5 separate regions of the Mus musculus genome follow, and all the other regions are linked to region 1. A link is a contact called in public HiChIP or PLAC-seq, Micro-C and promoter capture Hi-C data. All regions are on one chromosome and are shown on one strand. The core of a region is the stretch at or near the end of the contact, and the rest is flanking DNA. Distances in the headings are between cores, read along the strand shown.

Evidence for each region. Promoter capture Hi-C pulls out the DNA fragments that hold promoters and counts their contacts. Hi-C and Micro-C count contacts between places; a contact is called where the count stands out from the background. HiChIP or PLAC-seq counts read pairs in DNA pulled down with a chosen protein or histone mark.
Region 2: a contact with region 1 is called in a Micro-C map of embryonic stem cells, with 2.6 times the contacts expected there. The contact joins the promoter of A730013G03Rik here to the promoter of Rcor3 in region 1. A contact is called at or near these places in 9 of 39 promoter capture datasets (the C10 cell line, cranial neural crest, embryonic stem cells and 6 more), 3 of 484 Hi-C or Micro-C datasets (all in embryonic stem cells) and 8 of 115 datasets of contacts at active chromatin or transcription factors (astrocytes, bone marrow-derived macrophages, embryonic limb bud and 3 more).
Region 3: a contact with region 1 is called in a promoter capture Hi-C map of liver, with 2.1 times the contacts expected there. The contact joins the enhancer-like site here to the promoter of Rcor3 in region 1. A contact is called at or near these places in 2 of 39 promoter capture datasets (hematopoietic stem and progenitor cells and liver) and 4 of 115 datasets of contacts at active chromatin or transcription factors (embryonic stem cells, large pre-B cells and stem cell-derived neural progenitor cells).
Region 4: a contact with region 1 is called in an H3K4me3 HiChIP or PLAC-seq map of bone marrow-derived macrophages, with 5 times the contacts expected there. The contact joins the enhancer-like site here to the promoter of Rcor3 in region 1. A contact is called at or near these places in 16 of 39 promoter capture datasets (the 3T3-L1 cell line, 3T3-L1-derived adipocytes, the C10 cell line and 11 more), 2 of 15 datasets of contacts at CTCF or cohesin (CD8 T cells and large pre-B cells), 3 of 484 Hi-C or Micro-C datasets (bone marrow-derived macrophages and embryonic stem cells), 23 of 115 datasets of contacts at active chromatin or transcription factors (the 230-238 cell line, the SCID.adh cell line, SST interneurons and 17 more) and 4 of 9 other capture datasets (adipose tissue, bone marrow-derived macrophages, liver and 1 more).
Region 5: an H3K27ac HiChIP or PLAC-seq map of T-cell acute lymphoblastic leukemia shows a contact between it and region 1, with 5 times the contacts expected there. The contact joins the enhancer-like site here to the promoter of Rcor3 in region 1. A contact is called at or near these places in 19 of 39 promoter capture datasets (the 3T3-L1 cell line, 3T3-L1-derived adipocytes, the C10 cell line and 12 more), 1 of 484 Hi-C or Micro-C datasets (bone marrow-derived macrophages), 26 of 115 datasets of contacts at active chromatin or transcription factors (the NIH/3T3 cell line, the SCID.adh cell line, SST interneurons and 20 more) and 3 of 9 other capture datasets (adipose tissue, liver and pancreatic islet).

Annotation. Positions count from the first base shown.
Region 1 is chr1:192,134,631-192,140,760 of GRCm38.p6, forward strand. It overlaps Rcor3 (REST corepressor 3), which reads right to left and starts at 3,410. Exons shown (of 12, transcript NM_001346740.1): 1 at 3,109-3,410; 2 at 2,803-2,859. The coding sequence starts at 3,268. Gm10516 (predicted gene 10516) reads left to right here and starts at 2,268. Exons shown (of 4, transcript NR_033536.1): 1 at 2,268-2,431.
Region 2 is chr1:192,832,782-192,838,911 of GRCm38.p6, forward strand. It overlaps A730013G03Rik (RIKEN cDNA A730013G03 gene), which reads right to left and starts at 2,432. Exons shown (of 1, transcript NR_155503.1): 1 at 338-2,432.
Region 3 is chr1:192,812,114-192,818,243 of GRCm38.p6, forward strand. No RefSeq gene overlaps it. Among named protein-coding and RNA genes, the nearest start is that of A730013G03Rik, 20 kb to the right of the region's middle. Within about 2 kb of position 3,873, at least 29 of the 459 cell types and tissues checked have an H3K27ac peak or open chromatin away from gene starts, as enhancers often do. A contact at or near this core is called in liver, where this site is marked.
Region 4 is chr1:192,740,070-192,746,199 of GRCm38.p6, forward strand. It overlaps Hhat (hedgehog acyltransferase), which reads right to left. Exons shown (of 12, transcript NM_144881.4): 4 at 1,441-1,554. It overlaps Gm22265 (a small nuclear RNA gene), which reads left to right and starts at 5,502; the gene lies at 5,502-5,617. Within about 2 kb of position 2,657, at least 15 of the 459 cell types and tissues checked have an H3K27ac peak or open chromatin away from gene starts, as enhancers often do. A contact at or near this core is called in the SCID.adh cell line, bone marrow-derived macrophages and trophoblast stem cells, where this site is marked.
Region 5 is chr1:192,689,233-192,695,362 of GRCm38.p6, forward strand. It overlaps Hhat (hedgehog acyltransferase), which reads right to left. Exons shown (of 12, transcript NM_144881.4): 8 at 4,567-4,717. Among named protein-coding and RNA genes, the nearest start is that of Gm22265, 53 kb to the right of the region's middle. Within about 2 kb of position 3,914, at least 24 of the 459 cell types and tissues checked have an H3K27ac peak or open chromatin away from gene starts, as enhancers often do. A contact at or near this core is called in T-cell acute lymphoblastic leukemia and effector CD8 T cells, where this site is marked.

The DNA of each region.
Region 1 (6,130 bases), core at 2,160-4,659:
AGCATGGCCATGTAAGGGGAACAGCCCCTAAACCACAAACCCATTTACACTGAAGACGACAATCAGAAATCCAGGGAGTAAATCCTAAGGATACCAGCATGGCCACGGAAGGTAAATGGCCAAGCTCCCAGAACTCCAACAAAACCCTCCACTTTTCCAGCTTGATAATGGTTAGCCATTTGTCCTGGGTTTCTGAGACCTAACAGTAAGTCATTCTCCATGTGTGTAAGTTCTACCATCAACATCATTTCTTCTAAAACACTCTTACTTTTTCTACTTTCTCAGAATAGTCTTAGGACCTAAGGAAATTTTCTTCCAAGTGCCTTACATCTAATACTACAGTGAATAATTTCCATACAAATAGTGCTTTATTAGGGATGAGGTGGGTAGGGGTACACATCTTTAACCCTAGCACTCAGGAGGTAGAGGCAAGTGGATCAGAGTTCAAGGGTCAGGCTAGTCTACCTAGGACAGCCCCAGGACAGGCAAGGTTATGTAGAAGGACCTTGTCTCGAAAACAAAACAGAAAGGGGTGGGGGGTTATGAAGGAGAAAAGGAGAGCTTATTATTTCTCAATTTTTATTATTAGCTAATTTTCCTTTTCTTCTATTATCTTTTCCCAATTAATGCTTAAATTTTCATCTAATTATACTAGCTCAACATGAAATAAAACTTTCGAAAAATAGTACAACACTTAGACTAAACCAGCAGCAACAGGCACACGAAGCACAGTGCTTCCTTCAGTGATTCATGTGAATGGCAAATGCTTTTCACTGTATCCGTGGACGACACTGCTAATCAGAAGTAAGTGCATCTAAGGAACGTTAGGTTTATCCCTATTCTATTGATTACAGTCAGAGTAAATAAATTGGAAATTTTAATTCAAAGCTAATAATACTAATTGGGGTTTTGTCACCTCTCACAAACATTCTAGGTAGCTGGAACAAGCAAAACTGATAAAAATAATCAGTTAGGTTAGTTAACCAAACAATGTCACCTAAGACCACCTAAATAGATTAACTATTTTTCCTAGTTTAAAATTGTTGCATGAACTGTATTTTAAAATGACAAATGCTAAAACACATACAAGCCCCTAACCAACTGCACATAGCTAGGAGACAAATATTGACCGAGATCTACCTAATGGGGCAAAAGATAGGTGTGCTTATGACATAATTCGGCTGCTGGGTTCCATCGGGAAATGACTTCAGCAATATTTTAAAAAATTGAGTAGCAACGAGAGCTCCAAATCGTTCTTCATAATTATGAAATCTAATCTTTACTGAGTAACTGCCATATGCCTAGTCATTTAATCCTGGCAAGAATTCCATGCAATGGTTTTTTACAGCTAGGAAAATTGAAGCTCAGAGAAGGCCAGTGACTTGCTCAGAAGACAAAAACAAGAGAGCTGGGAATTAAATGCAGCCTATCCTTCAGTGAACATGTCTTCTTTCCGATGTCAAACTAAGCCCTGAAGCACAGCCATAAAGTGAAGGAACCCACCTACTAGCTAGCTATGCCAACAAGAAAAATACGACTACAAGAAGCCCACCACGGCACACACCGATAGTCTTCTAATAAAATATCCCAACAGCTGTGTCGCTTTGAAGGTAACCCCCAAATCTGATGAGCACTCTGGTATCATGTACTGAAGGAAACTGTCCTAATTATGCTTGTAACGGTTACCCTTCTCCTTTCAGAGAGGGGATACTACCTACTTGGTAAGTCCTAATGGGGAGAAGGATGGAAGCCCCCTAGCATACCTAAACTAAACGGACATGACTGCTTTCCTTGTGAAATTACAAGTGAGTCCTCTGCAACACCAACTACAACTCCAGCGTCGGACTCGGGCAGTGCGGTTAAGAATGAGCTCTAGACAAAAACTGACTGCAGGAAAAGTGGGAGGGCAGTTCAGGCAGGGAAGGGCAGAGCCCACCCAGTGGCAAGTCTGGCTGGGTTAGAGCAGCCGAGCACTCCAGGCCCAGAGGCTCCAGCAAGGGCGCCTCCATATGCGGAACTCTCGCCCAATCCCTGAGCAGCCTGACATCCCGTGACAGCCGGGGAGCCTGTTTGGAGAAAAGTAGAGAGGGAGCCCGCAAGCTGCGCTGGCGGAGGGCGCTGGAACCTGGCTGTTCCGGAGAAAATGTCTCCTTGGCAGCTGCTGCCGCTGTCCTGTGGTCTGGCTTCCCCGGGCTGGGTCGGCGCGCGGGGAGGGGTTGGGGGCGACCGGGGCGGTGTCGGGCACGGGCGTTTCCCCGCCCAGGTCCACACCGCCTCGGCAGAAAGAAAAACCAGGATCCCGTGTGCGCCGGGGTCGCAGGGCTCGCCCTTGGCTCGGGCTAATGACAGCAGGCGGTTGCCAAGCGTGGCCCTGCGGAGCCTGGCTGAGCCCCGGGTTCCCAGGGCGGGTCGGAGTGGCATCTGACCTGGGGTAGGTTCATGCACACACAGATCGCACGCCCTCTCCTGCAGCCCTTGGTTTTGCAGTCCCCACGCCCCGGGCCTCGGACCCGCGACCTCCGTGCGAAGCCACCAGCGTGCAAGTGCCGCGGGAGGGAACCATGTTCACCTTGCCATGCACACATCTACCCCCACGCCCTGTGTCACTGCCCAGCCGAGCCTGCCAGCCTCCCCGCCCGCGATGCCCTGCCCTGCCCTGCCCTGCCCTGGCCTCTCCTGGTGCGCCCCACACTCAACACCACGTAACTCCCTCCCATCCCGACGCCGGCCACCCCAGAGCAAGCCTGGGGGAAAAAAAAAGAGAGAGAGAGATGGGGTTTTCCTGTGAGCAAATATATCTACCTGGATCGAATTCAGGGATCCGAGCTTGGTATTCAGCTCCGACTCTCATCCCAACATCTGCAAAGCAATGCCAAGATATATGGTAAAATGGTAATAAATAAGGAGAGGAGAGGGGAAGGGCAAGGCAGAGACTCTCCAGCCGCGGGAGCGCGGGCGAGGCCGTGGCCGGGTGGGGGCGGGGAGGCGCGGGTCGCGGGCTGCGGCGGCACCGGGAGTTCCGGCGGCCGCGGCTCGGCTCCGAGGGGGAGGAGGGCGCGGGGAAGGGGGCCGGGCGGACGGGCGGGGGCGGGGAGCGCGGCGAGGTACCCCCGTGCTCGTCGTCGCTGCTGCAGCCGCTCTCGGGCTCCGAGAAGTGCAGCCCGCCGTTGGCCGAGGAGCCGCCGCCTCCCGCCGGGCTCTTGGCGCCGCCGTTGGCCGATCGGCTCTTCCCCAGTAACTCGGGCCCTTTCTCCATCATGCCGGGCATGGTAGAGGAGGGGGAGAGGTGGCGTCAGGGAAGGGGGAGACGGCTGGCGGGCGCGGGCGGGAGCGCGGAGGAGGAGGAGGAGGTGTTAATATGGAGCCGCCATCACCGCCCCGGTCGAGCCGTAGCGCAGTCGCCCCACACCGGCCCGCCCCGGCCCCGCCTCCCTCCCCTCCCCCGCCGCCGCCGCCCCGCGCCGTGCCACCCGGCCGAGCGCCCCTCGTGGCCGCGCGCTCCTCACTGGGCGGCCGCGATCACTCCGCCCTAGGGAGGTTCCGGCCGCGGGGCGGAGAGACCAGAGGGCCGGGACCCCGCGCGTCCCCAGCCGGCCGGTTCCCGGGCGCTCGAGGGCCGGGAGACGATGTGGAGGCCCCGGAGGCGGCATGGAGGGCGGGGAGGCGGCCTCTGCCCTGTCTCAGCTGAAGGAATTTGGCCTGCTGAGGCGGGGCCGCGGGGCGGGAGCTGCTCCCGTGACCGGGAACCCGGGATGGCGGTCTCAGGAGCTGCTCCGGTGAGGAGCGGCGGGGATGGCGGCCTTTGACAGGAGCTATGAGGATGGCGGCCTTGGACCGGAGCAGCTCCGGTGACGCGGGCAGGGGTTGGCGGCCTCAGACAGGAGCTGCTCCCGCGAGGTGCGCCCCGGGGTAGGAGCTGGGTCCTCCGGTTGGAGGCAGGATCGGTTCACTCCGGAATGAGACCGGCCCTAAAGACCTGGCGAGGCAGCTCCTCTCTGCTGTGAGGTCCGAGAGGGACTGAAAGGGCAGTATTTCCACTTGGCTCTTTCCCTTTTGCTGTCTAAGAAGCGAATGCCACGAGTGGGGAAATAAATAACCGAACTCTACCTTCCCCGGGCCAGTGCTATCTGGGTCGACACTGCCTGGGGTGGTGGCTCAGAGCAATTCTGGAGAGGGTGGAGAGAGAAGTGCTCTGCAGAGAGGTGCTGCTGCTGCAGAGAAAGGTGAGGCCAGCTGCCTTCTGGCAGTTTGCACCCAGTTGAAGATTGGCTGGACTGTATTTCTTCCCCAGATTTAAGGATATTTGCTTATGACATACTGTCTGGGCAAGGAGGACGATTTGTGTCTCAGGAGTAAAGGGGGGGGGGAGTTGCTTAATATACAGATGTGTGTCCTGCAGAATTTGGGGGTAACAGTAAAATTACCTTGAAGGTTAAAACTGTTCTTTGGAATTCTGTTACTGAGAAATAACAGACCTACTCAAGAATTCAGCCAAGAAAACTCTGGGATACAAGAATTAGGCCGGTCATCTGTCTAAAGGAGGGAGTATTTTGTCCGGGTGGAGAAACAGTACTGGTACTGGAAATAGTTGATTTTTAGCTCTATATGTGTCCATTAATTTTTGAACCACAACTCAACCTCCCCTCCCGTTTTATTTTTTGAGACAGGATTTCTATGTGTACTTCTGGCTGTCCTGGAACTCACAGAGATCCGCTTGCCTCTGTCTTCTGAGTGCTGGGAGTAAAGAGCTGCACCACCACACCTAGCATCGGTTCCTTTTTTTAAAAAACACATTGCTGAAGGATATTTTAAGTCTGATTTTTATTTTCTGCAAGGAGAAATGTTATGGACAACTGAAATGATATTTTATTTTTTACATTCCAACCTCTAATGAACACGACTCATCTCAGCCCTGTCACATCAGCTCCTTTGATCCTGGAGTACAAAAGCTAGAGCCTATAAAAAGAAAATTCAAGAAAAAAAAAAACCACAAAACAAAATAGAGGCCTCTTAATAGATACACTTTTTAACTCTGAAATAGTGCTGATTCACTTTTCTGTAGAAAAGAATCTGCGTCTAGATTAGGGATCAAAAGTTTCAAGGGCTTTTGGGACTATTTTGATTAGTAGAATCTTGGCAGTAAAATGATTCTACTGGAATATTTAGACCAAAGACTGCATTCACCTTTGGGGAAGGATTTTGGCGTGAAGGGATGTGTGTGTGTGTGTTTAAGGAAAACAAATTTCTGTTTTGCTTTTAAGAAAAGGAAAGCACTCTAAACTTGCCTGGTTGAGAAGGGTGATTGTAGTGGACCTTAAAATGGTCTCTTCCCAGATAAGACATTACAGAACAGAAAAGCCCTAGGTAGAAATCTGGAAGAATGTCTACTTCTGTTTGGAGAGGAGGAAAGCCCCTGGGCGGAGAAGAGAGCTTTAGGGGTTAATAATATCTCTTGAGATGGGTTGAAGGGGGGGGGGCACTACTGGTCTGTTGAGTATTTAAATTAACTCCATTTTAAGGTTTTCTCAAGAGTTACAAAGACCAAACATAAGGCAAAGGTCGGGGATTAGCTAAGTTGTATGTTGCCTGGGCTTCTCTTTGATATCATGTGAATTCCAGAAGCAAGGATACAGGAGAAACTTTGTTTCAAATAAGACAACGTTTAGAAGGCCAAGGGATCAAGATCAGTTATCTTTTGGGATGACTTCTATCTAGCAATGAGTCTTGGAGAAGATACCCAAGGACTCTAGGAAAATAATGTTCTTGAGAAACAGAAGGCTGAATGCTTATACAATGACCAGATTCCCTCCCGGCATAGGGATCCATGGGCGTATTCTAATCCTAAGGAAAGCCAGCAGATTGTGTATAAATTGTATAGCTGAGTCTAGGGAAAATGTAGAGGTTAAGGACAGCCAAGACAGTCTTGAGCAACAGTTCTCAACCTGAGGATTGCAACCCCTGGGGAATCACTGAACAAACCCTTTCACAGGAGTTGCCTAAGACCTTCAAAAAATACATTTACATTACAACTCATAACAGTAGCAAAATTACAGTTAGAAAGTAGCAGAGGAGCTGGGTGGTGGCACAGGCCTTTAATCCCAGCAGCACTCAGGAGGCAGAGGCAGGCAGA
Region 2 (6,130 bases), core at 1,182-3,681, 700 kb after region 1:
GAGGAAATGGGGAAGAGAAGAGGGATGGGTGGGGTAGGATGGGAGGAGGATGAAGAGGATGAAGAGAGGGTGAGTAGGCTGGACGTCTTTGAGATGCCACTTGGAAGATATGGACAGAGAATCCCTCCTGTAGCTGGTCCTCCATACTGTCCAAGGCTACATCTAAATTTTGGACTCAGTTTATAGGCTGGGCACCCCTGCCCCTTAGGCCTGCCTGCCTCGGGATTGGGGACATCAGTCAGCTTCTCCCTGAACCCTCAGCATAGAAGCAGGAGATGTTCCCCATCTCTCTAGCCTCTTGTTGCTCTAATTTTATGATTGTATGAAAATAAGGTTCCCAAATTGCCTTTAATTAGCTTTAATAAGACAGCCTTTTTGCTAATTAAAACGATTATTAAGAAACCATTTATTGAGAATAAACACAGTGGTTAGGACCTGTGAGAATTCTGAACTCAACAACAGTAGCCAATACCAAGTCCCTGCAAAGCAGCCAGGTCACCTGACTGCCTGCTGACCTTGAACAGGGTGCTTCTCAGGCTGAGGTCCAGTGGTGCCACCTTCTTCCCTTTGCAGGACTGTCAGACACCTTAGGATGGGTAAAACAGGTCCGCAGAAGTTAGCACCCAGCTTTTTCTGGGCTCTGCTTGATCGGATAGCTACTTGAACTGTAGTGAACTGTGCTGAGTCACTAACCACCGAGAGCTTACATCCCAGCGGTAAAGAGGGAACGTGGTCCTGGGTGGTGGCCCCAGGGGCCCAAGCCCCCTTGAAAGTGTTCGAAGGCATGGGGAACACATTCTGAGAACCCGGCCCTGTGGATGACACGGAGCTTCGAGATGACATAGCCGGACGGCTGATCTCAATCACTCTCCTCCCTGTGGGGAGACGCTCAGCCAGTCTGCAGTAGAGTTCATCGATGCCTGGCTCCCGCCAGGAGCAAGCGTGCAGCCAAGTGACCGCGGAGGCGCTGAGGTGCACATCGGTTCTGGAGCCCAGGTTCCCGCCACAGCGCTTCCTCTGCCTGCTTCTCACCCTCCAGGGACCACCCAGCTGCCACAGCTGCGAGAGGCCTATGGAGGGCTCGCCCTTTTGTCCAAACCCCATGGCAAGATGGGATTTGGAGGGGACCGGGACACGCGAAGAGGGGGTCACCGAGGTAGAGCGCAAGGGGCCGAGCGTATCTGGGCCCTGTCCGCTTTTCGAGTTGCGAGTTGCGGGTCCTGCTGAGCCTTGACTTCCTTTTACAGTCCCCACAGGAGACCTCCAGGGGCCTCGGAGGCCTGGCAGTAGTCTAAACACAGCGATTTGTTTTTTATCTGTCTATCCATCTGTCTGCCTATAGTTCAGTTGAGCTTTCCCATCTTTCTTCCCATGGGCTTTTAGCAATAAGCGAGGTGAGGCTGTCCAGTCGAAAGCTTGCAACAGAAGCATTAAGCAGGAATGTGTCCTTGACCCTCTGAGCCAGGGGAGACGAAGGCCAAGCTCTAAAGCCTCAAACTCGAGGGCTCCCGGTAGGGCCCTGGCCTCTCGCTCTGGTCCTTGGTCGGGGTCAGGGCGCGCCCTGGGGTGTCCAGCCCGGGACAGATAGAACCAGTGCTGACGCTTCTGTCAACTGTTGGAGGCCTAGGCCAAGCCAAAAAGGTCTGGAGTATAGAGTGAGGCCTGGCCCGGGGAAAGTTCCCCTGGTAGTTCCGAGGTGTGGACCCGGCTGAGAACAGGCGATGAAAGTTAAAAGGACTGTGGTTTCAAAGAAGGCCAATCTGGACGCTAGGATGCTGAGCGCGTGAGTGCCCAACCTCTGCAGGTGAACTGAGGCAGGGGCATCAGCATCCCAGGCCTGGGGACGCAGTCCCAGGCAGGCGCGCACCCGCATGCACGCACATGCACACGGCGTCACCGACATACGCCTGCACCCACTGTCTGTGCCTCGCGAGGCCTGCTGCCCCGGTGCACGACAGCCGGCGACCGCGCGCTCCTCCAGCCCCGGGCGCTCTGCAGAGCCCCCGCCCGGCCGCGCGGCGCTCGCTCCGGCTCTTTGTTATGTTAATTCCCTTCCCAGCTGGTGCCAGCTGCCTGCACAATGGGCGCCCGGAGCCCCGCCAGCCCTCGCCAGCCCGTGAGTGGGGGCGGGGAGGACCGTGCACCCTATGTGGATGGGGCGGGCTAGTCCCGCTGAGTGAACGCTGCGGGGCGAGCAGCACCTCCCCCCATGCCGGCGAAACCGCGCTTCTGAGGCCTGCGGAGCGAGCTCTGATGCTTTCCAGTCGCCGGGACTGCCTGCCCTCTAGGTGCCAGGGCTGGATGGAAAGTAAAAGGCTTCTGGGCGGCTCCAGACCCGTGAGGATGAAAGAGGACAGCCGCTTCCAGACCACACAGCTAATCCCGCCATAAACCTCGAGTAAATACCGGGAGAGAAGGAGCAGGCCCGCTACAGATGTGGAGTGCAGCCTCCGGGGATCCCCAAATTAAAACCCGGGCAGGAGAGGCACTTGGACCACCACCAAATGACACTAATTGGGTTATGGGACCATAATCTTAGCTGGTAAGAAAAAAATCCAGTTACAGTCACAGCTGCAAGGACTGTCTTCATAAAGCTGCAGAGGGAACGCGGGCTTTTTTTTATTACGCATAAACATGAGGAAGAGGCTCAGGGTCCCCGCCTGCATGGTGCGGAGAGGCGAAGGACTTTTGTGCCGGGAGCAGCAGCGCTACATGCCTGGCTGGCTCCGGGTGTGCAGGGCTAATGGGCTGGGAGTGGATGGGGTAATGTATTGAGCTGGGGAGCAAATCTGCCTGCAGGAATGTAGTTCCAGGATAGGAGAACAGTCATGGGCAGTGCGAGCGCGTGCAGGCGCGCGCGCACCCTTCCCCCCTCCCCCTACACACTTGGTGGGGAGAACAGATTAAACGATACTAGAATGACTGAGTTAAGCTTAGATCTATAATAACTGGAGTTGTAAGCCGGGCAGTGATGGCGCACGCCTTTAATCCCAGCACTTGGGAGGCAGAGGCAGGCGGATTTCTGAGTTCGAGGCCAGCTTGGTCCACAGAGTGAGTTCTAGGATGGCCAGGGCTACACAGAGAAACCCTGTCTCAAAACAAAACAAAAAAATAGTAGTAGTAGTAGTAGTAATAATAATAATAATAACTGGAATTGTGAATGAATTCTTACAACTTCCATGTCAAGAAACACTCACATGGACAAATGATCGGGGTTGCTTTAGGATTCTTCAGTGACAATTTCCAACAGCGACCCATGCCACCCTCATTGTGTATAGCCATCTTGTCTAAAGCCAGTGAAGGTCAGGCTGCCTGCAGGCTCTTACTGGTTTGAATTATAGCCATGGAAAAATAGATCTTTTTTTCCTTCAGCTGTTGGTTTTTCAAACTGTGAGAAGCAAGAGTTTGGAGCTGGCCAGCCTGGTGTCCCTGGGCAAGCTAAGAGTTTCCTTTATCTGGCATCCTCAATCACTGGCTTCGGTCACCCTTAGGAGCCACACAAGGAAGGAAAAGACAGCAGACCCTCATCTGAGACTCCAGTCACCCTTGGCCCCCAGATGCACATAGCCTCCAGGTGTGCCAAAGTGGCCAAGAGGTAGAAGGTTGACAAGGTGCAACATTTAGTCAGAGGTCTTCCTGAACCACCTATGGGCCTGTAAGGTTACTCCAAGAAACCCACTGGTTCAACAAGCTGGACGATTCCTGGGAGGAATCGTTTCCTTGGCTTGTTGATAGACAGGCATATCTCTAGGACTCTCTGGGAAAACCTGCCACTGACTGACTGGTGTTCTGGCTCCTCCATGACTCTCAGTGGATACAAATTGCAGGTATTCCTAGAGTCTCATTCCTGGGGCTGGTGGTACAGCGGGAGATCTCTCTTGATTCTGAGACGTCCCAGGGTTACCGTGATGTAGCACTGGAGACTCCAGCATTAAACTCCGGTGGTTGCTTTCCCAGTTCCCTCCAGTTACAGGGCCTCTGTTTTTTTGCTCTCAAGCCCTACCAATCATCAAGCCCCAAGAGAGGTATGCCTCACCTAGGGAAAATTATTCAGCTGAGAAACAAAGAGGTGAAATGTGATTTTTTGAATGGCATACCACTATCCTGAAGTCATCAGTTGGGCTGAGTTTAAAGATGACACGCCCAAAAAAGGATGAGACTCTGAAATAAGGAACACCAACCATATGATCTGCTATCAAAACTTCCCTCTTAGAAGTGGAAACCATGGTGTTGTGGTGTAGCTCAATTGGCAGAGTGCTTGCCTGGCATGTGTAAACCCCTGGGTTTGGTCCCGGCATGATATAAACCATAACCAGGTGTAGCAGTACATGTCTGTAATTCCAGGAGACGTAGAGATGGGAGGATCAGAAGTTCAAGGCCATTCTCAGGTACACACTGAGTTCCAGTCTGGGCCACAATGACTGTCTCAAAAAGAAAAACAAAAATAAATGACAATAAAAACAGTGCAGAAAATACCCTAGTTCCTTCGTCATAGGGTGGGGTCTCGGAGTTCTGTTTCAAATGCTGCTTTCATCTCTCCTGTGAGTTACAGGCACACAGGAGGACTGGGCTTAAATCATCTAAAGAGTTTAACTTAGCACCATATTTTGGTGGGAATTTTCTTCCCCTGAATAAAGACTATGTCTAAAGGAACTAACCATTCACTGTGGTAACACAACCAACCTGAACTTTGGAAATTGTACGATGACTGATGAGTTAGGAGATTGTATCTTTTCCCCTGTAAGGGGCACCTCTTATCCCCTGCACACAGCTAGCGTTCTAAATGGTTCTGTCTTCAAAACAAACTGCATTTATTAAGGATAATGCATCCACCTCATAGCCAGTTTCTTCTCGTTTCGTGATAACTGTGTTAACCCAGAGGTGATTTAATTCCAGCCCAAGGAAAAGAACTCTGACACAGCTTTGCCCGTGCAGCCGTTTTTAGGAACTTCATGATTCATAAGCTTCTGAAACATTCGATGTCACATCTTACAAATAACAACAATGACTTCCGCAGCTATCTAAAAGTCCTGGGACCACAGCCTTCAAGCTCACTATAGAGAACCCAGATATCACAACACAAGAGAGTCCTCTGGTCCTTTCAGAGCCTTTCTTCAGGGAATTTGGGGGACAATGAAGCCTTAGGAGACTCATTCATCACACACATCCCTGAGAGACCCAATATTGACTTCAGTCCTGTCTCTGGTATAAGGTTTGCCTAGGTACTTTGACAGTGTCACCAACTGTGTATATGACAACACACTATGCACTGTAACAGCGGTTGGCTTGTTGGCAGCAGTGGCAGGGCTTGGTCCTGCATCTAGGCTGTCAGGCCCTTTCCTTCTTCAGGTTTCATTGCTGTGAAGAGACACCATGACCACGGCAATGGTTATAAAGAAAAGCATTTGATTGGGACTGGCTCACAGTTCAGGTTTAGTCCATTACCATTATGGCTGGAAGCATGGCAGTGTGCAGGCAGACATGGTGCTGGAGAAGGAGCTGAGAGTTCTACATCTTGATCTGCAGGCAGCAGGAGGGAACTGTGAGCCACTGGACCTAGACTTAAGTTTCTAAAACCTCAAACCCTGCCCCTACAATGACATACTTCCTCCAACAAGACCACACCTCATAAGAGTGCCACTCCCTATGGCCAAGCATTCAAACACATGAGCCTAAATGGGCCATTCCTATTCAAACCACCACTTTCTACTCCCTGGCCCCATAGGCTTATAGCCATAACATAATGCAAAAATGCATTCAGTTCAACTTCAAAAGTCCCCATAGTCTATGATAGTCATGACCCTGTTTAAAAGTCAAAAGCCTCTTCTGAAATTCATACAATCTCTTACATGTAATCCCTTGTAAAATCAAAGTAGAAAAGCAGATCACATACTTCCAACATACAATGACACAGAATATACATTATTATTCTAAGAGGGAGGGACGGGAGCACTGTGAGGAAACACTGGACCAAAGCAAGACTGAAAACCAGCTGGGCAAACTCCACACTCTGTACCACCATGTCTGACGTCAAAGGGCTCTTTAGATCTCCAATTGCTTTCAGCTTTGTTGACCACAAGCAACATACTTCTTTCTCTTGAGCTGGTTCGACCCCATTAGCAGCTCTCCT
Region 3 (6,130 bases), core at 2,623-5,122, 680 kb after region 1:
CTTCAAATAAACCTGGCAATCCCATATTGTCTGTGATCACTGTACAAAGATGTGGGTGCTGGAACCTTCCTACAATAATTCACTACTGCCAAACAACACAGCTTTATCACCATTGGTGGGAAAATGACTCCAGTTGTCCAATTCTGCTCCAGGAAAATATCTTGGAGTCTGATTAAGTCACACAGACATTAAACAAACTTCCTTCTCTTGATCAATTCTGTTACCGTTGAGGTTTGCTAAGCCAGCTAACCTCTTCTGAGAACCGGATTTAAAAAGACCAAACATGCCAAGTTTTTTGAACTTTGACAAAAATACTCTGTAGAATTATTGCTGGATTCAGAGCTAGGCCCTGAGAGACACTGAGCTGATGAAGGGATGGGAGCAGAGCCAGAAGTTAATGCTGCTTTCCATAGCTGAGGGAGGCCCATGTCACTCCAGGCTCCCTCACACCCACTTCGTCCTCCTGCAGAGTAACTACCAAGACCTGTGCTTGCATACAGTGAAATGGTGAACGTCATCTCAAAAGGATCTGAGATGCACATAGGCCATAGGCCATAGGCCAGAGATCCGCTCTGGGAAGCAAGGGTGCATCCCTCCCTCCATCCTTCTCCTCTTAGGGATAAGTGTCTAAGCAAAAGGCAGCACGTGTGTCCTGAAGAGTCAAGTCATCTGGTCTTGCAATTGCCTAGTCATGAAAATGAGAAAGGAGACAGAAGATAGCATCAAAGATCTGGCTCTCAGCCTGCATCTTTTTGCCTCAACATGAGGTTGGCAACCAATTTTTACTTTTAATTTCCCAGTATTGTGTCATTTCCTATAACTGATGTGTTTGTAGACTTTAGACTTCGACACCATGTCGTACTTTGTACCCTGGTTAGTAATTAACAGTTTACACTATAAAACTATGCCTTTGAGCGGGAAGCACAATCATGTTCGTTGTTTTTGTAGTCATGTTGTTTTTCTATTCTATCGTGGTGAAGCTTCCTGCGGATTTTGCCCATTGCTTTGCTCGAGAGTCCCAAACAATGGATGGACAACGCCATCGAGGCAAACTGTTGGTTGCCCGATGATGGCGACATGAACTTAAACTGAATTGACTTACCTTATGTCAAAATTGCTGACCGGCTTTTGAATGAATTAAAAGCTAGAGTGGTTTTATGCTGTGATTTTTTCAACTGGAGAAAGGGTCGGAGGACCACCTCATTCACATTCTATTGGACAGCAATACCTTAAGCTCTTTTGTCTGGGACGCTTCATTCTTTCTCTGAAAGAGCACATCGTGGACAAAGTGTAAGAGGGAATCGATCCTTGCGTGGAGCAGTTGCACGTCAAAAAGACGGAAGGAGCGAACAAGACAATCCATTGGATGTTCATCAATTACCTGATTCCCAAGACCCAATCAGAATTATAGTGGGCGTGGTCTAATATCAAAGCCTATAAAGAGGCGCTGCAGGCTCTGTAGAAGCACAAAAAAGCTCTTTGAACAACACCAGCAGGAGGCTGTCATTGCCAAGAAAGAGAAAGAAGAGAGTGGAAAGAACTTCAAATTTCAACTCTTTCAGAGTTATGAGGAGACCACAGCCACACAACAGAGTTGTTTTGAGGAAAATGGACTCCAGAGTATTAAGTGGTTGTAACAGTAATAGCACACTGGTGGCTTTTATCATTGTTGTCGTCGTCGTCATCGTCGTCGTCGTTGTCGTCGTTCGTCGCTTGTTTTTTTGAGATAATATAGCCTTGGTCTAGTCTTTGCTGGTCTGGGACTTACAACATAGTCCATAGCAATCCTCCTGCCTCAGCTTCCCAAATGTTGAGATTGTAGATGTGAACTTAGACTAAATTGCTATGTTTGCTGTGCTTTTTAAGTTTCTCTTAAATGGGGTGTGATGGCATAAGCCCCAGCATTGGAGAGGTGCAGATAGGAGGGTCAAAAGTTCAAAGCATCTTAGCCTAAGATACACTCTGTTCTGTCTCAAACAAACGAACCAAACCATGTTGAGCCTCCTTAACCTGAAAATGTAAAACGTTCCAAATGGCACAAGTTTTGATTTTTTTCAACACCACACATCAAGTTGGTACTCTATCCTGGATCTTAATTGACAGGTGACAGTCAGAATGAAGAGTTAGAGGGAGGTAAGTAGACAGGAAATCCAATGTAGACTTCTTGAGATGGTGGTTTCTTGTTCCTGGAACACATCGCAAGGCTACAGGACAGGAAGGCTTGGAGGTGAGTGAACAGGTTCAAGAGAAGGAAGGGGAGAGGATTCAGGAACTCTATCAAATACCCAAGCCAACATCTGTTTAGCAGAACCCCAGCCTTAGGCCTCTCCCATCCTGAAGGAGTAAAGCTCTTGACTTTCTCTTTCTTGGCCTTGTTTCTTTCTCAGACATTCAATTCTTTGTCTTTGCATTAAACAAGCAAAACAACCCCCTAGACAGCTCCCAGTACCCTTACACGAATGCACTGCACAGGAAGCTTTCATGAAATGACCTTTAGGCTATGTGCATGAGTGTGCCTCGAATTGCTTCCCTGGGAAGTCAGATGCAATGTCTGTCCTTGCTTATAACTAAGCAGGGTATGACCCTCCAAAGCTTACCTGGAGAACCGATGGGTTTGGGGGAGTTTGTTTGCAGAGCCTGCAAGAGGCATTACTGACAGAAGTGACTCCAAGGCAGACACTCTGGAAAGGGCTTTACCCTGCATGCATGCTGGCTCCCCCAAACATGCACAGACAGCTTCAATTAGCCTCCCAGCCTGTATACCCCAGCACCCTCCTGTGCAATTAGGCCAGGATTGCATATGGCTGGAAAGAGCAGCTGTAAGGTCAGGTGAAAGTTCGTGACCCTCTCTATCCCTCCTTCTCTGAGGGAATGTCAGTTATCAACAAGCCCAATCTTGACGGACCCCTGAAGGTAGGCACAGCTTATCTGATACACACAGCAGCTGTTTTTCTCTTAGGACTGAGTTCCACAACAAAAAGGCCTGTTTGAAACAGGAATCCATTCTTTTAAACTTAGGTCCTTCCTATCCCCAAGATACCTTATTGTGTATTTGAAAATATTTCCAGGTCTGAGATCCTCAGCATTTCTGGTCCCGAGCATTTACATAAGGAGTAGCTGCTCTTTCCGTTGTTACACTGTTATTCCTCGAAAAAAGCTGGTCTTTGGTTTATATATCCACAACCTATACCCTTCCCTGCAGAGAGTAGGAGAGGTGGTAGGGAGCCAAAGCTGGAAAGGCAGGAACAGTGTCCAAAGATGCCCGCTGAGCACCAAGCTCTCTGCATGCCCCACCAGATAACCCCCCCCCCCCACCATCACCACTACTAATAGAATCAGAAAGTAACACAATCCTTGGATTCTGAATTCCTGGAGGATCCTGGCTAGGGGCTCTGGCAGCTGGCAGGAGGCCTGAGGTGGAGAGAGGTCTGATAAAGATCAAATGTGCAGGCCTGTCTACCACAGGCTGCCTCCTTAAACCCAGCCTCAGCTCTGGCCTGCAGAGGCTTCCTGTGGAGAGAACGGGGATTCAAGGCCAGAGAGCCTGAAGAATAGCAACTAATAGAACCATGTGCAGAGAAAGCCTCTGCCCCTGCTTCCAGACCCCACCTGGAGGACTCTGGGAAGAGCCCACTGGGAGGGCCTTTCCTACCAGCCACCAACCTAAGGGATTGCCTTAGGGACCCCACCATCTATCCCTTCAGGAGACCCCCCCAGATCAAAGTAGAGTGGATACAATGGTTTACCCTTGGGACAGAGAGAAGGATAGAAAACACAGGGAAAGCCCCTTTAGGTCCCCTGGCCTCTCACTTGCCAGGGCAGAAACTAAGAGCAAAAGCACAGCCAGTGTGAGATGCCCTTTGACCTTCTTGGCAGAGCATGAGTGGCTCTAGGTGGTTGGAACACCTCAAGCCCTCTTCCCACTGAGATCGGCAGCCAGTGCTACCTGGGGGATCCATGAGTCCATGGCTGCTGAGAACAGTGGTCCTCCTCCTGCAGTCTCTGCCAGTCCTGAATTATTCCATACTTAAACAGTGCTCACTCCTCATGAGCCTTTGTCAAACGACTCTTAGTCCACACATGTGTGTGCTTCTGATTTGTTTAGCACGTGTGCTTCAGCATCTACTTCATAGCCCTCTGGCTCTGTCACTCACATTGATCAGCTCCCTGTCACACCTGTAAGGCTTGTCACAGCCTTTCTGCACAAAGGAGCAGCAGGTGCTATTTCAGTGTGCCACCTTGGGACCATTTTAAACAGTGAAGTGGACCTGACTCTCAAAAATGTTAAAATATGGCACTAAGTGGCTGAAAAGAACATTTGAGAGCAGTGTGAGACTTGAGAGGAGCAGGGCCTGCCTGATTGGACCCCAGTTAGGAGAGTATGACCTGGTGCATTTCTGCCGCATGTACCCACCGATCTCTCTCTCTCTCTCTCTCTCTCTCTCACACACACACACACACACACAAGTTGTACAAAGCTCAGAAAATATTAACTTGGATTACAAACAAATATTTATTTGTAATCAATCTCATAGATACATAAAGTCCCAAATTAAAAGGTTGACTGCATGAGCCATGATTGTCTTCCTCTTCTTCTTCTTTTATTTCTTCTTCTTCTTCTTCTTCTTCTTCTTCTTCTTCTTCTTCTTCTTCTTCTTCTTCTTCTTCTTCTTCTTCTTCTTCTTCCTCTTCCTCTTCCTCTTCCTCTTCTTTTTCTTCTTCTTCATCTTCTAAGCAACGTATAGCGGTAGTGTGTGTGTGTGATTGCTATTATTCCCATTTTAAAGATTGAAAAACTGAGTTCCAGAGGGTTTTTATGATTTGTACAAAGTGACAGAGGTAACAAAAGACACTGCTGCATTTATGTGCATTTATGTGCATGGTGACATGTGCATATATGTGCCAGAGATTGATACCAGATCTTCCTTCTATCCTCTCTTTTTTCCCTCTTTCTCTTCTTAATAAATTGTTTTTAATTTTAAACAAACTTTAAGCACATAGCTTGGAGAAAACACTACCAAAGGAGACCACCTTGCATCACCCAGCCCTTATTCTGTCTGTTCATGATCCTAAGTGAACTTGTCCGGCTGTCACCATACAGCAGTATGCTCTGCCCAACTGCTTTGGGGATGCTTCTGGGGAGAGGACTTTTGTCTCTCTTTCCCCATCCCATAATAAGCTCCAAATTTCTCTAGTACAGTACAGACGTCTCCCTGTTGTTTATTTTGCAGATGCAGAGCAAGCAATTCTAAAAAAAAAAAAAAAAAAAAAAGTCCTTATTGTGTATCCAGCTGCTACTATCAGCTCACAGGCCTGATCCAGGGCAGTCATGGACGACCCGAGAGGCTCAGAACCATTATATTCAGCAGCAAGACATATATTAGACCCCTGATGTTTTCACTGTGGACACAGGAGCGATTGCCTCTGCTCCTCTTTCAAAAGAAGGTTACTTTGTGGCGGGAGACTGATCAGGACACATAGATTACAGGCCAGTCAGAGTCATGCACAGCTAAGTTTGGGGTGGCCTTTGGCTGGTCAGGTGATCTGTGAGGGCTGGAGTAGGAGCTCCTTCATGGAGATGGCCATAAGGTAGGATAGATGAAAGGTGAGAGGGAAGTCCAAGCAACTGTACGAGCAGTGCAGTGTGGCTGGACAAGAGCTGAAACCTGAAGAGAGAGCTGGGCAGCCTTTCAACGAAGCCTGAGGGTGAAGGAGATGGCAGAGTTATGGCTGTGAAGCCCCAGATACTTCAGGCAGAACATTATTACACTAAGCTTCTTTCAAATCATCCATGCTCATAAAAGTAACCCTGTAAGAACCCCATTCTCCTCTAAGTACCCCAATATATTCATTGGTTCACTGAACTAGACTAGGGTGGAATTGTTTCTTTTGTCTGTCACCAGTGCTTCCTGTGGGGTGAATAGACATTTGTTCACATCTCCCCACAAAGTAATATACCACAGACTGTTGCAAAGTCAGAGACTTAGAAGCCATCTTGAGGTGAGAACCTTTAGCAGTTTCTCCAGCTTTCTGGGAAAAAGCATATAATCTGCATTGGTAGCCAGTTATACTGTCCAAGGATGGCCACAGCTAGATGTATGTCTCCTCCCATACACTCTTTTATAGTGTT
Region 4 (6,130 bases), core at 1,407-3,906, 600 kb after region 1:
GATATCCACTTTGAAGATCCCCTGTCCCAAGCTGAATCAGGAACAAACCAGCAATGGAATTGAGCATAAATCTGCTAAGGCTACCACATTGCTCAATATTAAATGTAGATGTGTGTGGGTGGGTGTGTGTGATGTTCCTGTACACACATGAGCACATGTGTACACAGGTCAGAGGTTAGTCAATCATTCTTTCATTCCTCAGGAGCCATCTCCCTTGTTTTCTTAAGACAGTCCCTCATTGGCCTGGAGATGACTAAGTGGGCCTGACTGGCTGCCAGTAGCTTCCTGGGGTCTGCCTGTCTCCACCCCCTTGGTGCTGTTTTTCAAGCACTGTCACATCCGGCCATTCTTTATGTGGGTTCTGGGAATCAAACTCGGGTCACTGTGCTTACACAGCAAGTGTGTCACACACAGTATCTCCCCAGCTCAGTTGCTACTTTTTAAAAGATTGTTATTCTACATGTATGAATTTTGGCTTATGTGTTTATCTATACAACACATGTGTGATCAAGATAAAGGCTACTGATGTCCTGGAACTGGAGTTGCAGACCATTGTTGTCTTAGGGTTTCTATTGCTGTGATGAAATACCATGACCAAGGCAACTCGTGTGTGTGTGTGTGTGTGTGTGTGTGTGTGTGTGTGTGTGTGTGTGTGTGTGTATGTGTGGTGTGATCAGCTTACACTTCCAGATGATGGTTCATCACCAAAGGAAGTCAAGTCAGGAGCTAACAGAACAGGAACCTGGAGGCAGAAGCTGATGCAGAGGACATGGAAGAGCGCTGCTTACTGGATTGTTCAGCCTGCTTTCTTAAAGAATACAGGAGCACCAGCCCAGGGATGGCACCACCCACAATGAGCTGTGCCGCCCTCATTCATCACTAATACAGAAAATGCCCTTACAAGTCTTATGGAGGCATTTTCTCAATTGAGGCTCCCTCCTCTCTGATGACTCAAGCTTGTGTCAAGTTGACATTAAAAAAAAAAAAAATCAAACTAGCCACTACAATTGTGAACCACCATGTGGGTACTGGAAATAGAGCCTGGGTCTTCTGGGAAAGCAGCCAGTGCTCTTGGCTGCAGAGCCATCTCTCCGGGCCTTGTATTTACCAACAATATAACTTCTGCTCCCTTCTGAAGTGAATGAAGTCACATAGTCTCCCAAGCTAGCCTTTACTAAAGCATCCCACTAGGGATGCGCTTAGTGAGCACCGGCTGAGGTTAGCTCACTCTGAAACCTCTGTATACAATGGTTTTAGAAGATAACCTGGAGGAAGTCAACACAGGGGAGTTGAGAAAACACCCCACCCGACACGTCACTTCAGCTAATACTGTTCCTGGGCTTCCCCACTGCTAACCCTGTCTCCAGATTCACAGTTCAGGCCTCTTCACCAAAGCCAAAGGAGAAAGAGGCTTAAAACCAAATGACACATGACTCCTACCTTCTTTGTGAGTAACGTGGCCAACTGAGACACAGCCATATGGCCAATGAAGAGCCACACCAGCCTCCGCTTCCCCCATTCCATCCAGAAGTTCCACTCAAAATCAGTCGGGTCCTAGGAGGGGAGAGCAAGACATGGTATTACCAGTGGAACTGCAGCGTGTGTCAGAGAACACAAGGGGAAAAGTGCTTAGAGTCCAGACTCTGCAGATGGCATTTGCCCACTTAGAACTCCAGCCTCCCCACCCACCTTGAACTGTCCCCTCTAGCCTGGTTGTCTTCCCACCATTCTCCAAATGTACTTTTCCTTCTAACGCAGAGTCTTCATGGACACAGATTCTCTGGGATGGAACCCCATGTTCTTAGCCCATTTTGTAAATAGTGAAAAGGAGGCTGAAGGGTTTAAATTCATGTACCCAAGGTCTCAAAGTCAGCATAGTAACTGGGGTCCACTTGTCTCCAGCCCCTTGGTCACATGATCAGCAAGTTAACTGGGAAGGTCACATGGTCAGCCTGGTAAGTGGGAAGCTCACATGGTCATCATGGTAACTGGGAAGGTCACATGGTCAGCAATGTCTGGGCAGGTCACATGATCAGCATGGTAACTGGGCAGGTCACATGATCAGCATGGTAACTGAGAAGGTCACATGGTCAGTGTGGTAACTGTACAGGAAATGAACTACTTTCGTTATTAACTTGCAATAAAAGAATAATTCTGGTATGTGCCTGCGTCTTCTACTGGAGCAACTCCAGGTACCAGGGTCCATGTCTGTTATGCATGCACAAGGGCAGGTAAGTGGACATGAGGAAATTCAGCCTGAGGAGCCTCAATGATAAACAACAGCAAAGCTGAGCCCAGAAAGGACATGCAAGTGGCCGGCTGCCCACACATGCAGCATTGACAGGGAACACCTCTATGATGATCAGAGCTTCTTCTCAGCTCATGTAGGTGCACGTAGTCCATGCCTGCTAAGGGTGGACATCCTCCCTATCCTTACAAGAGGATTCAGGACCTGGACCCAGCTTGAGTGGAAGGGGAGCAAAACATTTTCTTTTTTAAATTACCCCTTGTGGTGGTTTGAATAGGAATGGCTTCCATACACCCATATGTTTGAGTGCTTGGCCCATAGAGAGTCACGCCATTAGGAGGTGTGGCCTTGTTGGAGGAGTATATCACTGTGAGGGCAGGCTTTGAGATCTCAGAAGCTCAAGCCAGTTCACTTCCTGGTGCCTGCCAATCAGCATGTAGTCCTCTCAGCTCCTTCTCCATACCACATCTGACTGTACGCTGTCATGCTTCCCACCATGATGAGAATGGACGGAACCTCTGAAACTGTAAGCCAGCTCCAATTAAATGTCTTTTATGAGAATTGCTGTAGTCGTGGTGTCTGTTTACAGCAGTAAAACTAACTAAAACATTCCTTAAGCAGCCTTTGTCTGGTATTTAGTCAGAGCAACAAGAAAAGTGACCAAGTCTCCTGTACTTCCTGCCCTTTGTTAACTATGCTGCAGTCCTGAACAAGACCTGTTCGTGACAACACTGGTTGGCAGTGGATGGGGGTGGGGAAATCCCACAAAGCTCCACCCACTCATAAAGAGCTCTAGGCAAGTAATGGCTGCTAAGAAAGAAAGAATCAGCCTTCTCCAGGTATAGGTGGTCCAATCGCAAGTGGTCAGCCATAAACACATATAAATACAAGCAATACCAAGTGGCCTCAGCACACTGTATGTACAAACACATACACACACATTCACACACACACTAACACACTCTCACAAACGCTCTCTCACACACTCATACACACACACGCTCTCACAAACATTCTCTCTCACACACATGCACACATACACATACTCTCACAAACATTCTCACATACACACACACACTCACACAACTCTCACATTCTCACATACACACACTTACACACTCACACACACTCTCACAATGTCTTTCTCACACACACATCCATACACACACACTCACACACATACTCTCACAAACATTCTCACATACACACACACACTTCACAATGTCTTTCTCACACACACACTCTCACACAATACTCTCACATTTTCACATACACACACACTCTCTCACACACTCTCACAATGTCTTTCTTACACACACACACACATACATACACACGCTCTCACAATGTCTTTCACACACACTCACACACATACTCTCACAAACATTCTCTCACACACACACACAACACTCACTCTCACACACTCATTAAAGAAGAGGTCATTGAAATTGAGAGGAATTGGGGGAGGCATGAAAGGAGCTGGAGGGAGGGAGAGAAGCTGTAAACAATGCAAATTCATTACTCATATAAGACATTCTCAAAAACTAAAATAAAAAGCCTTTTAAATATGAAAAAAATCATGACCCCCAACCTCTCTGATGAATCACAACTTTTTCAAACCTCAGCCTTCAGGAAAAACCTATCCAACAAGGTGCAGGACGAGGAGGAGTTATTGATGAGGCTAGACCTTTTCCCCTAAGTTTAAGGGTTCTATGCCATTTACCTATGAGAGCTCCTAGTGCTGGTTTTTTTTTTCTTTGTTTCTTGTAAATAAATACTTTCTGAACTGGGTGTAGTAGTGAATGCCCACAGGAATAGCTCTTGAGAAGTGAAAGTTGAGATCTGAGAGTTCAAAGGTCATCCTCAGCAACACGAGGAGTTCCGGGCTAGCCTGGGCTACAAGAGCCCCTGTCTCAAAAAGACAACAATGGGGCGTGCGCGCGCACGCGCACGCACACACACACACCAGGGACACGTCTCAGATTAGGAAAGCACTGTCTACATTTTCTCTAAAGCATTTGGAGAGAAGAGTTGTAAGTCACAAATGAGGCCAATATAAAAGTTTGGAACCATGACTCAAATTACATAATTCAAGACGACTGTGGTGTTAGCACTCATGATCCCAGCATTTAGGGGTTAGATGATCAACCCCTTGATCAAGAAGATCTAGGCAAGAGGCAAGAGGATCAGAAATTCAAGGATATCTACAGCTACAGTGGTTAATTTGAGGCCAGCCTGGGCTACATCATGAGATCCTGTCTAAAAAAAAACAAAAAAAAAAACAAAAAAAAACAAAACCCAAAAACAAAAACAAAAAAAAACAAGCAATGTAGACTCATGACTCTCCTACAAAATTTCACAATGTCAGCTCTCCAAAAATGTCATAGAGACAGTGTGTGTCCCTGTCAACACCTCCAGTCCTTTGGGAGCCACAGCCTCAAAATCCCACGCTTATATTCAGAGGATTTGGTTTCTGCTCAGAAAGCCATCCCACCTTCACAAAAGCGAGTTTAAAGTCCGACATGGCGGCACATGTTTGTGTTATAACATTTGGGAGGCTGAGGCAAAGGGGCTAACATGAGCTTGAGGCCAGCCTGGTCTAGAGCGTAAGTTCCTGTGTTTGAGACCAGCCTGGGCTAGGTAGTCAAGACACAGTCTCAGGAGGAAAAAAACTTAAAGTAGTTCCTCCAGCCTCTATACCTAAGGTGCAGCAGTTACATGATCCCATAATAGCACATGAATCATTAGGAAATCTAGGTGAGGTCTGTGGATCTGACTGCACTGGGGTTGCTCGGTTTAAAGAGTTCACTATAGTGATGCAATTCCCCATAAATTTTGATATTGTTGCAATTTCCTGTAGGTGTAGTTATTTCGAAATAAATGGGTTTTATAGAAAAGAAACAGAAGTCATAAAGTCCCCATACATTAAATACAAATGAGTTCCATGTAACTGAACCAATAAGCCCGGACCTCCGCTCCGCCCCCTAGCGGTGGCCGTGTGATTTGCCTCAAAGCCCCATGAGTCAGACTTACATTTGCATACCCATCATTCCTTTCACGTAATGCAATTTAGAAGTTTAAAATATATATGTATATTATGTGTGTGTATCTATTTCACCCATCATTTCGAGATAAAAAGACTTATTACATTGACATATAGACAAGATGCTGGGAAGCGCTGGGGCTGAAAAGTCACCGTCCACGAACTAGGAACTTCAGTTACTGGTGAGCAGAGCTTTCGCCCACTCTCAACATACTCTGGTTTCTCTTCAGATCGTACAAATCTTTCGCCTTTTACTAAAGATTTCCGTGGAGAGGAACATATCTGAGTCATTACCAATTTTTTGAGGTCTTGCTTCTTGCAAGGCTAATATTATGGTTCTAAAATAAGACAGCCAGATATAAGTTAGTTTGTACCTTTGCTGTATAATTTGTGAGTGCTGTTGGGCTCTTACCATTTTAAGAGAATAACAAAGCCCTTAGCAGCTTTTTGTCCTCGAGGTGGTTTCATTCAGCCAGTTGCCCTCACAGGTGCATGTCTTATCACATGACCTCCCACTTTCTCTTCTTAGCAAATGCACCATTAGTGGTGACATCTCTTTAAGAAACTCTCACAAGTAGCACTTTTCATTCCTGCTCCTACAGGATATTCCTCCTTCTAAGCTCTGTCTACTGCAGCTTCTCCCTGTCTCCCATAGTATGTGTGTAAATACACTTTAATGAGGCCCTCTGATTGTTCCCAACCTAAAGATTGGACGTGACCATATGAGGGACCCTACTCAAAAAGGTGTGCCTTTGAGACACTTCAAATTGAGAGCCACATCCCAGAGACAGCTGCAATTCAAACATAGAAACTAGAAAACTAAAGAGATTGGCATTCAA
Region 5 (6,130 bases), core at 2,664-5,163, 560 kb after region 1:
TACAAACAAAGCGATGCTGGGAGACCATGGCATACATCTCACCAACTCCATGCCCGCCACCTGCCCTACGACTGCAGACTAATCATTATTCAGGCCTGAGCTGGGTCTTCATCAGTGGGTTCATGATCCACTTCACAGAAGAGCCAGCACCCCACCGAGAGAACTAAACTCCTCTAATGACCTACCATGTGGAAAATTGATGCCCCACTGAGAGAACAGGGCTCAGGCCCCTCCTCTTCCTCCTCCTCAGCCTAAAAATGAACTCACACATTAAAATGTAGCCCCCCACTAACCACTACCCAGATTCCTCTGGGATAACGGATGATGCTTGAATTTGCCCGCAGAGTTGGGAAAGCATCATAATTCAAGCAGTGTGGAGGGCAAGCTGACTCAGATTCTAGAGATAACTGAAATTGACCCATAACTCACCAGCCACTATGGGAAATCCTATCACTACACACACTTCACCTCCATAGCGAGAAATCACATCACAGGACACAATCAGAATGTTAATGTGGAACCTCAGACACGCAACACCGTCCTTAATGACTCTTGGCAAAAGATACTCATTAGAGATCTCAGCTCTTCTAAATTAAAGCATGAAACCTAGATATAAACCATAGAAATTTCAATTTCTCAGCTCCAGAGAGCCACAGAAAACTCGCACCATGGGAATACAGCTGCTCCTTGGAGCTTTGCAATGTATTTTTGCAAATATTCCAACAGGATCCATGAAGGAGGGAACCCAGAGATGGAAGTGAATAAACCCATCAGAGCCCAACTATAGGGGTGAGTCATTGGAGAGCAGCAATTCTTCATGGACAATTTAAACCATCCTGTCTGCCAATGGCCAGAGTCATCTGTCCTATGACGCAAAGCTCAGAATCCAATGGCGCTGCAGGCTGACATCATCAGGGTCCTTCACTGAGAAATGCACCAAAAGATGATGTGGTTAGCCAATCTCCTGTTAGGCATTTAAGGTGCAGCACTGATAACCGTCTCATCGCTGGTTTTAAACCTCATTCAGTATCTACTTCCAGAGGGTTGAGGGTCACTCAGTAACCTCTGGGAGATCGTTATAGACCTCTCCCATCTGCCATGGCCTTAACAAACAGGTGCCCCACCAGCTTTCTGCTCTGCTCCTGACTAAATTCCTCTTAGACTCAGGAAGCGGGAGACAGTCTTGGGTTGCAGCCCAGAAACATCAGAGTGAAGTTGGATAGCAGACATCACAACTTCACAACTTGCCTTACTTTAATAGACTGTATGCTCAGACAGGGAACACAGAACATGATAAGCCAGTTCTGGAGAGATGGCTAGGTGGGGAAAGCCACACAGGCAGGACAATCTACATTTGGTTGTCCTGCAACCCCAGCACACACAGAACAAAGCTGGGTATGGTCATGTATGTCTACAACTGTAATACATGGGAGGCAGAGGCAGGCATATCCTGAGCTGGCTAGCCAGCCAGTCTAGCTAATCAGGGATGGAGAGCAGCTAGGGAAGACACCCAACATTTACCTCTGGCCTCCACGTAAGTGAACACACACGTGCACTCACGTGCACATACACTACACAGACATACACATGTATACATACACATACACTACACAAACATACACATACACCAGACATATGTGCACACCAACACACAACATAGAAAACCTCCCAGTGAGGAAGGGACATTCTGCAAATGGCACAAAGATAATCAGCAGCTTTGTTCTTCTTCAATTAAAAAGCCTCTCCTGAGACTTGCCCTGGCCACCATGTCTCAGATGTTCACTTGGATTCTGAAACCTGGCTGTTTTAACATAAAAAGACCCAGCGCTTCTAAGTATAGCTAGCAAACTGGGAAGAAACTTGTTGCCTGCCAATTAGGAAGCTGATTTCAAAATCAGAGTAGGCTACATAGTAACACCTTGTCTCAATAACAAAACAACAAAACCAAACACAGGACTGGGCAGACCCTGTAAGTAAGAGCACCTCTACAGGAGGACCCAGGTTCAGGTCCCAGAACCCACATCAAGCAGCTTGCACAGAAAGAGGTTACAAACACCAGTAACTCCAGTCCCAGGGATCCGGTGCCCCTCCCCCACCCTGGCCTCTTTGGTCATCAGTGTGCACACAGAGCACATAAATTCACATAGGCACACAGATACACATGAGCATTTGCTTAAATCAATAAGCCTACAAAAACTCAAGGAACTTCCCAGTCTTGCATGCTACAGAAGTTAGAATGGGAGCCCAAAGCAGCCCTAGAGGAGAAGCTATTCGTTTGTTGGTTGGTTGTTCTTGCCAAGGGCCCCTGTACATGCCCTTCAGATCCTCATTCCTCCGAGGAGTCACACATTGGAGCCTCCACCGAGCAACCATCTGTTCTGATGATGACAATGTTTTCTCCATCTTTGTGGCTCACATAAATTGAGGATCTTTCTTGGGCAAAACTAAGTTAAGGGATCTGAAGAGATGGCTCATCAGTTCAAAGTGCAGATTGCTCTTCAAGAGGACATAAATTTGGTTCCCCGTACTCACACCACATAGGTCACAACTATCTGTAAGTCCAGCCTCACTCTATCCAGTGCCAGGTATCTTCTTGCCTCCAAGGGCACCTGCACTCTTGTACACATAACTATACACAGACAGACAGACACACACACACACTTAAAATGTAAAAAAAAAAAAAAATTAAAATTTTGATTAAATAAAACAAAAACAGACAGCCATTCTGTTTCACTCTATGAAACACAGAGGCTTTGTGGCAACCAGTGACCTATGGACAAGGAAACTGCCCAGGTCACCATGGTTACCACTCTAGCTGACCCTGTAGAAGCCCCCAGGAAATGTCCTTTCCAGTACATTAGTGCAGATGGTCACAACAGAGAGGCAGAGGAACCATGCAGGCTTCCCACCAGATGTCTGTGACATGTTCCCAAATCACCCCTGGTCCCACCATTGGCTGAGGAAGTGACCTTTCTGAGACAGTCATATTATAACAGCTTCCAGTGAGGTTCATCTTAACAAAAGCTACTTCCCAGCCCTGAGAAGAGCCCCTTTGCCAGCATTCCCCAGTCCTGCCATTAAAAAATCCAGCCTGGAGCTTAATTAAATAATGAAGGAAATATAAGGGAACTGCTTAGCAGTCCCTCAATAACTAGAAGAAACCCCATAAAGCAAGCTGGAACTCAACTAAACTGTGCATAAAGAAGCCAGGTGATTCCACAAGTACCCACATAGCTACATTGCATGCTGCCTGGGTCCTGCAGAGGAGCTCCTCTGGATACGGTGACATTCACTACATTCACCTGCTACGTTCTACCTTGGGTCTCATGTCTACAGCTCTGAGCAAGGCCAGAACTAAAGAGAAACAAGCAAGGGGCCAAAGAGCAAGTTTTAAGTAGGCACCGACATCCCCTTGCTGAGTTGGTGTCCCTCTTCCAACCCCCACAGCCCTAAGCTTCCTCCAGGAGGGGGTCTGCAATTACAGAAGCAATCCTGACCCTTGCTTCACACTGGACATGCTCAGAAAAACATCGAAGCAAACAAGTCCTTTTGGAAAACAGCTATCAGAAATGACAAGGGACTTGGGGGATCTTTAGGAACAAAACTTCCAGGCCAATCTTAAGTTTGTGGGACAAAAGCAGAAAAAGTGAAAAAACTCCCGAGAAAGATCAGTCACAAGCCATCGCCCAAAACCTCACACGGGAATAACACATATTGAGGGCTGACGTCTGGAAACATTTGCTGTGACTTGCCTCATCTTCAAAAGAACTTCTGTAGACAGATTATACACCCTCTTATTATTATTACTGAAAAAATAGGAAGACTGGACCAGACGGGCTGAGATGAGTGTATGGCATCGAGTGCTGCCCTGGGCTATTACACTCGTCTTTAGTTAACAGTGTGACTCACACAGTCGTCTTCAAAGAAAGCAGAGTAAGGAGGACCTCGCGGCATGTCTGTGGTGATGTTTGTCAACTCGACCACATCCTGGTTCATCTAGGAGATAAGCCTGCAGGCACACTATCTTCAATAAGCTAACTGGGGTGGGAAGACCCACTCTAAAAGGAGGTGACTCCATTCCTTGGGTTGGATCCTGGATTGCATAAAAAGGAAAAAGCCAGCTGAGTACCAGCATGCACTGCTGTCTGCCTCATGGTTGCGGATATAATGTGACCAGCTGCCTCCCAAGCTCCGCCCCTAAGACTTCCCGCCATGATAGAATTTACACTCAGACAGTGAACTGAAATTAAGCCTTTTCCCATAAATTGCTTTGGCCAGGGTCTTTTATCACAGCCATGGCATAAGTGACTAATATACTGCCCCTAGTAAGAAACCACTCCTGACATAGTCCTGTGTGTGGGGGCAAACAGTCTCTCTTGCCTCACTTACTTCTGTAGCCTGACAACGTTGAGGGTCAGAAAGCAAGACTGCCATCATATTAGCAAGAAAGGGAATACGTAGTTCCAAACGTGTTTCAGTGAAGGGGAAGAACAGTAGCCAAACTCTTCAAAGCCAGCCAAGCCCATCAGACACACCCCAAAGACGTAAGCAAACCATGAGACTGACCTCCACATCCCGGTAAAACTGAACATGGTGCTCACGCAGCGGGGAAGAGGTGGTGGCGTGAGTCCATCCAGGCGCATGAGCAGAGCCGGGACACCAAAGAGCACCAGGTACTTCACATAGAAGAAGAGCACTTGGGCCAGCGCCAGTCCTCCTGCAAAGCAAGGGGACCTGTCAGCCACTGCAGTGTAAGACAGAAGGCTCCTGGGACTGCCCTGCTTCTCCACCAGTCTCCTCACCTTCCAGTCTCCGGCATTTGCACTTGGTCCCTAGTTGGTCCTGTTTGGGGAAGGTTGGGGCATGCAGCCTCACTGGGGGAAGTCTTATAAGAAAATCGATGTTCTCCATCTTATAGAAAATCAATGTTCTCTCCTTGAGCTGAAATCCCAGAACACAAGCTATATCTACACTAAAGACTCTACAAGACCCACGGATCAGCTGTGGCAGAGCCATTGGAGACTTAGAACCCTGCTGATCCAGAGCCAGACTGCTTTACTATACCATAGTCCCAGAAGTATCCATTCATTGTCCACCGCCATAAAATGTGGGGGATATAACTAATCAGACCACTAGCTTCCACAACCTAAAAAGCTCACACTGCCATCAGATGGCGTCTGAGACCACAGCAGAGATTTTTCTGGTTTGATATAACCTGACTTCCTGATGTCCCCAGAAACATTTACAGGAAACCTCTTGATCTGTGGCTTTTGTGTGTTCTGTGACTTTAAGAGTGGCTTGCTTTCCATGAGGTGCAAGACTGCCGTTAGACCACATACCCCGCTGAGGTGGCATTCCTAAGACCCTCCTATAACAGTGAGGTCAGCACTGACATCTGCCACCAGTGCCTTGTGCTTGTCCTTTAGAAGACAGCTGGTCAGCTGCACCAAAAATTCTGTAGTATCTTCTGTGCAACAGGAGATATTCTATATGCCACATGAACACGCTGTCGCGGTCTCGCTGGGGCTTCCAGCCATATTAGCTTTTAAAGCAGATGGACAGTCTGAAGTGATCTTCCAGGAAGCTCAAGGAAGGTGAAAACAGCACCCCAAGTCTTTTCTGGGGTTGTGTGTTGTTCCCATGGAGGATCCATGGGCACCTCTTGAGCTTATGTCGCATGCAAGTCCCATTCAGCTTTCTTCCCAATTATGAGACACCAGGAGTCTCTACAGAGTCTTGTGTGTCTTATGTATTCATTCATTCATTTCTTATTAAGCACTTGTGTGAGTGTATGTGAGTGTGTGTGAATGTGTAAGTGTGCGTGAGAGAGAGCATATGTGAGTGTGTGACTATGTAGAATGTGTGAGTGTATGTGTGTGAGTGTTTATGTGTATAAGTATGTGTGTGGGAGTATGTATGAGTGTGAGAGTGTGTCTATGTAAGTGTGTGAGAGGGTATTGTGAGTGTATGTGTGTGTGAGTGTGTGTATATATGAGAGTATGTTAAACGGGTATGAGTGAGAGAGAGAGAGAGAGAGAGAGAGAGAGAGAGAGAGAGCATGTGTGTCCATTTTAGGTTAACCTTGAATGTCTTTTCTCATGCACCATCCTTGTGGGTTTTGTTTTACACT